2 separate regions of the Pan paniscus genome follow, and region 1 is linked to region 2. Evidence: chromatin contacts called from public Hi-C data. All regions are on one chromosome and are shown on one strand. The core of a region is the stretch at or near the end of the contact, and the rest is flanking DNA. Distances in the headings are between cores, read along the strand shown. Region 1 holds the start of TAC4 (tachykinin precursor 4). Region 2 holds the start of NXPH3 (neurexophilin 3).

Region 1 (2,700 bases), core at 145-2,644, 270 kb after region 2:
CAGGATTAATAATAGCACTTGTTACCAAAGTTTGAGGATGAAATGAGAGAATGCCCTGGAGCACTTAGCATAAAGCGTGATGGTCAATATTTACCACCTGCTGACTTTTTTTTTTTTTTTTTTTTTTTTGAGACGGAGTCTGGCTCTGTTGCCCAGGCTGGAGTGCAGTGGCGCGATCTCAGCTCACTGCAGCCTCTGCCTCCTGGGTTCAAGCAATCCTCCTGCCTCAGCCCCTGAGTAGTTGGGATTACAGGCGCCCACCACCACATCTGGTTAATTTCTGTATTTTAGTAGAGACAGGGTTTCATCATGTTGGTCAGGCTGGTCTTCAACTGCCAACCTCAGGTGATCTGCCTGCCTCGGCCTCCCAAAGTGCTGGGATTACAGGCATGTGCCACCGCACCTGGCTTGACCATTATTACTGTTACTGTTATCGGCATTGGGTGAGGCAGTGGGTAGTAGAAGATGAGTAAGACATTGATCCTGTAGCATATCACAGTTCAGGCATGGAGACCTCTGGTTGGCAGATAAGCTACGTTTGGTTTGACATGTGACAGCGTAGCGGTGGGAGCAAGGGAAAGGCACGTGCTCCTTCCCAGTCCACCCCTACCCCTGTTCCAGGACAGGCTGTTGCCTCTGCTGGACCTCCCTTTCCGCCTGGTGAATTCCCATTCATTCTTAAAGATCCAGCTTAATACTCGCCTCTTCCATAGAATTCTTCTCTCTCTATTCCTGTCTCTAGCAAGAAGTAATTGGCTCCTTTTGCCAACATCTGCCACTTGGATCTCTATGGCATCCCACGGGCCTTTATGTGAAGTTGTGCAGGTTGTGTCCTGCACAAGGCTGGCTGCGGAGGGGGCCAGTGGAGGTGAAACGCATCCCCAGCTCTGCTCACTGATCTGTGCAGCCTAGCTCGGGGTGTTCACCCCTGGAAGAAGCAGCTTGGCTCCAGTTCTCCCAAAAGGGACAGCTGGGCTGAGGGCATCTCTGCTAGTCAGCCATGTGGTTGTTGACTTTGCCATGAGCTCTCTGAGAGTAGGGCTGTGACAGATGTGTGCGTGGCATACGGTAGGTCCTTAAGAAACCTGCACTCACCCTGAATCCAGGCCAGCCAAGTCAGAGATGATTAAGGGTAAGTATGGAGTGTTTGAGGGAGGACTACCCCCTCCCCCCACCCAATTTCGGGAATCTTTTTGGTGGGTTCTAAACTGGAAGGCTTCAGAATCCCCAAATTTGCTAAAATGCAGCTTCCCCAGCTTAACCTAATTCCCAGGCAGCCAGTCCTGGCTTGTGGGTTGCTCCCAACTCTGCAGGGAGGCAGTCCCCCAGCCTCCCACTGAGCTCCCCCAAGCGCAGGACACCTAAAGCCTCACACTCCATTTGGGGTTTTCCATTGTCATTAACAGGTTCTTCCTTAGAGGAAACAAAATGTTGCCTTTCATCCTCTTGGTTTCACAGGTGTGGAAACTGAGGCAGGCCGGGCTTGCTGTAGGATACACTGAGAATTCATTGGCCGACTGGCTTGGACCCCCCAGCCAGCTCTTTCCCACCTTCCAGTGGGGTCTTACCCACAGGGTTTCAGGCAGAATCACAGCCTGGGCCTCTAGACAGGGGAGATAGCCTTCCATTCTCCCGATGCAGATGGGGTGACCTTAGTCTCTACTGAGTGTCTGAGCCTTAGTTTTCTCCATCTGCAAATTGACGCTGACCCTCCTAGTGTGTAGTAAAGATTTCATGAATTCCTGCCGGTAAAGCGTTCAGCAGAGTCCCTGACACACAGCACGCGCTCAGTTAACCCTAACTTAATTGCTGTGATGATGAGGAGGAGGATGATTTTATTCCTTCTAAGGAGCGCTGGTCTCCTGGCCCCCTCTCAGTCTCCCGACCTCGCCAGTGCCAGAGCCATCCTGCATGATCCCGACCTCGTCAGCGCCAGAGCCGTCCTGCATGAGGCAGGATGTGGTGGGCGCACAGCAGGGACGAGGCGGGGGGCACGGGGCAGAAAGGAGAGGGCGACGGGAAGAAGGCAGAGAAAACCCAAAAGGTCCGGAAGGCTGGGAGGGAGGCAGGGCACAGGCTGGAAACCGCGGCTATTTGCAGCGTCGCCCTCGGGCTGCGGTCAGGCTGGCGCTGGCAGTCCTGGCGGCCGAGCCCGCCGCCCCTCCCGGTGCCCTCGGCCACCCGGGCACGGCCCTGGCCGGTGCGTCCAGCTCCGCCCGGTCCCCGCGGCCCCGGGGGCGGGTGGGCTGCGGCGCTGCCGCCAGAGGAGGGACCCGGCCGATCCGGGGTGGGCTGGGGCAGGGCCGTGCGCAAGTCGGGGTGCGACCCCCAGGTGAGCCGGGCTGGGGGCGGCGTGCGACCCCCGGCGGGGTATGTCTCGGCGGTGGCGCCCCCGCGGGAGCCGGGCCGGGGGCGGGTCGCGGCCGCGGCGAGGCTCCCAGGGCGCCGGGTGGGCGCAGGATTGCTAAACGCTGCGGTTTGGCTAAGATTGCGGAGCCGAGAAGAGAAAGGGCGCAGGAGGGAGGGATTTAAAACAAAACTAAAAGGAGGGGGGAAGCAGAGGGAAACGTGAGATGAGGGCGGATGCGGGCAGGAAGCTGACATTTCCTGAACGCCTCCTCCAGCCAAAGTCGGTGCGTGATGGGCCCATTTTACAGGCCGGCGCTGGGAGAAGGCCTCCAGCCATTAAGGGGCAGAGGC
Region 2 (2,700 bases), core at 47-2,546:
CACCACCCACCCCACCCCCCACCAACACCAAGAAAGAGCTGTTGCATCTTGGTATGGCCCAGGGTGCCTGGAAATGCAGGGGGCTCTGTGATGCTGTCTGGGTTTTGCAGAATCTGTCTCCCTCATCGCACTTGGCCCAGGCTGATATTAAGATTCATCTGCATTCTCCGTGCACCCGCCTGGCAGATGGTGGGGGAGGAGGCTGGGTGCGTGCCGGGGTTGCAGCCATGGGACCGAGCTGGGCCTTGGAGGGCCACAGAGCAGAGTGCCCACCCACTGTGCTCCTTGGGCCCAGCCCAAGCTGGGACCACTTCAAATGATGGGGTGCCTCCTCACCTTCATAGCCTCCAAGGGGTGCCAGGACTTGACCTTTCATTTTTCTACAGACTAAAGGGACCCTGGAATTCCAGGAGGGAGACCTGAAGATATGGAGTGGGGGTGATGGAGGATGGGCCCCCATCTTTGGGAATCTCAGATCAGGGTCGTGTTCTTCCTCCTTGCCCTGGAGGTTTGCAGGGACCCCACTGGGACAGGAGCCACTCTCGGCCTGGTGACCCCTGTGGCATAGAGAGGGTAAGTAGTGAATAATGAAGGGACAGGCTCCAGGAAGGCCTTGCTCCCCTCACTCTCCAGCTTCTCAGGACCTGCCCCCGGCCCCAGAATCTAGCCTGGCCCCTAACAGCCTTTTCAGCCCAGGGGCCCAGCCAAATACTTCCTGTCACAGTGGCTGGACCGAGAAGGTCCAGGGATTATCTCAGCCCCTCCAAGTAAAGTAGAAGAGGGAAGGAGCAGACATCATAACAAAAGGAGTGCAGGCTAGACACCCAGAAGGACTTCCCTCAGCACAGGTTTTGGCTCTTAGAATGGGTTTTTTAAAAAAAGGATCTTTCTTAATTCCAGGACTCCTGAGTTGGGGGCAGGGCAGCCGATTCTTGCTGCCCGCTCCCGGGGAACGGGCGCCCTGCAAAAGAGGTGGAAACGGTAGGGTCCGTATCCCCTGGACACCACCCTCTCCCTTCCTCTCCAAGAGCTACTCCGCCCCCGCGTGCCGTCCTCTCCTGGATGGAGAGCCGGCGTCCTAGGTCCCCGGGCTGCGGGCCGGCAGGGGAGGAGTTAACTCCGGAGGTACCGGCTGGGCTCACTGTACCTGCCGCCGCCGCCGCCGCCGCCGGTGGGAGGGACGAGGAAGCGGGAGCCGCCTGGGCGCCAGGAGCGCTCTAGTCTGGCGGGGCGCAGCGCGGGGAGCGGGCGGCCGGGGCTCCGCGCGGCTGGGGGCGTCCGCCAGGGGGCGCGCCGCGACGGGGCGGGTGGAGCAGCCTGGTCTGGGGAATTAGCACCAAGGACGGGCGCGCGCGCAGGTCCCCAGCACATCTGGGCGAGAGCGGCGCCGCTGGAGCCGAGGGGGGCGCCGAGCGCAGATCTGGAGCAGCAGAGCCACGGCGCAGCTGGGGCCCTTCGAGGCGCTCGGGGCGCACATCTGGGACCTCGAGCGGGGGCCGTGCCGCGCGCAGCTGGACCAGGGGAGGGGGGCGGCGGCTGCACAGCTGGACCGAAGGGGGCGGGGTCGGCCCTGGGCGACCCGCTGAGGGGAGGGCCGCGGGCCGCCGGGGACTGGAGCATGGGACGGCGCGCCTGAAGGAGCAGGAAGGGGAAGGAGGCCTGGGACCCCGAAAAGAGAAGGGGAGAGCGAGGGGACGAGAGCGGAGGAGGAAGATGCAACTGACTCGCTGCTGCTTCGTGTTCCTGGTGCAGGGTAGCCTCTATCTGGTGAGTGGTCCGAGGGGAGCTGCGCAGAGGGGCGGGGGCCCGGAGGATCGGGGGAGAGCGCGGGAAGCTTGCGAGCCCTGAAACTTTCTCCCTTCCCCCGACATCCCGGGGATGGCGGGGAAGACTGGAGGCTGGGGGAGAGGGCGGGTCCGAGGCCGGAGACTGGACAGATAGGGTTAATAGGGGCGGGGAGAGGGTGCTTGGCTGGCCCACCCACTCCGCAGCGGGTGGCTGGAGGTGCGACCAGCGCTCGGAAAAAGGCCTCGAGCCGGGTCGCCAGGGTTACCCGACCCCTTCCCAGAGCCTCAGGACCGCTGAAGCGGGGGGCGAGTGGGGCGCGGGTCGTGGAGCTGGTGACCTGCAGGCTTTTCCCCTGACCTCTGGGACTCAGAGAGCCCCGGGTTCTGGGTCCCCCAGAGCACAGAGTCGGTCCAGGCGGGGGGCGGCCCCCGCGTCCCTCCCCTCCCGCCTTCCCTCCCGCTCCCTCCCTCCCCGCCTGTTGTTTTCCTCTGCTCTCCCGGCTGCGCGCAGCCGGAGCCCCACAGGACTTGGGCAGGCGGCTCCCGCCCCAGGCACTCGCGGCAGCTGAGCGGAGCGCCCAGAGCCCGCTCCCCGTGCGCCGGCTTCGCGGCTTCTCGGCGACCCAGGGCGCCGGGGATCCCCTCCCCGAACCCAGCCCGTGGCTTAACTCCCCTCCGACCGAGCACCCGCTGACCCTCCCCGCAATACTGTCGTGAAGCCTCAGCCCCACATCTGGACCTGCCCCTTTAATCAACAAGCCCCTTGCCACCGCCCCATGCCACTGTGGGAAGAGCCCTTCCCTTCTCACGGCCCCACCTTTACCCTCCAGCCACTCAGCCGTGACCCCCAGGAGCAAGTACCTACAGGTCTGCAGCCCTAGACCCAGACCCCGAGCCTCCCGTCCTAGCCGTC

What was found. A called contact is a pair of places that touch in the nucleus more often than the background predicts.
Region 1: a contact with region 2 is called in a Hi-C map of induced pluripotent stem cells, with 6 times the contacts expected there. The contact joins the promoter of TAC4 here to the promoter of NXPH3 in region 2. A contact is called at or near these places in 2 of 3 Hi-C or Micro-C datasets (fibroblasts and induced pluripotent stem cells).

The regions. Positions count from the first base shown.
Region 1 is chr19:66,034,030-66,036,729 of NHGRI_mPanPan1-v2.0_pri, forward strand. TAC4 (tachykinin precursor 4) reads right to left here and starts at 1,395. Exons shown (of 2, transcript XM_063599247.1): 1 at 1-1,395.
Region 2 is chr19:65,759,282-65,761,981 of NHGRI_mPanPan1-v2.0_pri, forward strand. It overlaps NXPH3 (neurexophilin 3), which reads left to right and starts at 1,297. Exons shown (of 2, transcript XM_003818046.6): 1 at 1,297-1,767. The coding sequence starts at 1,714.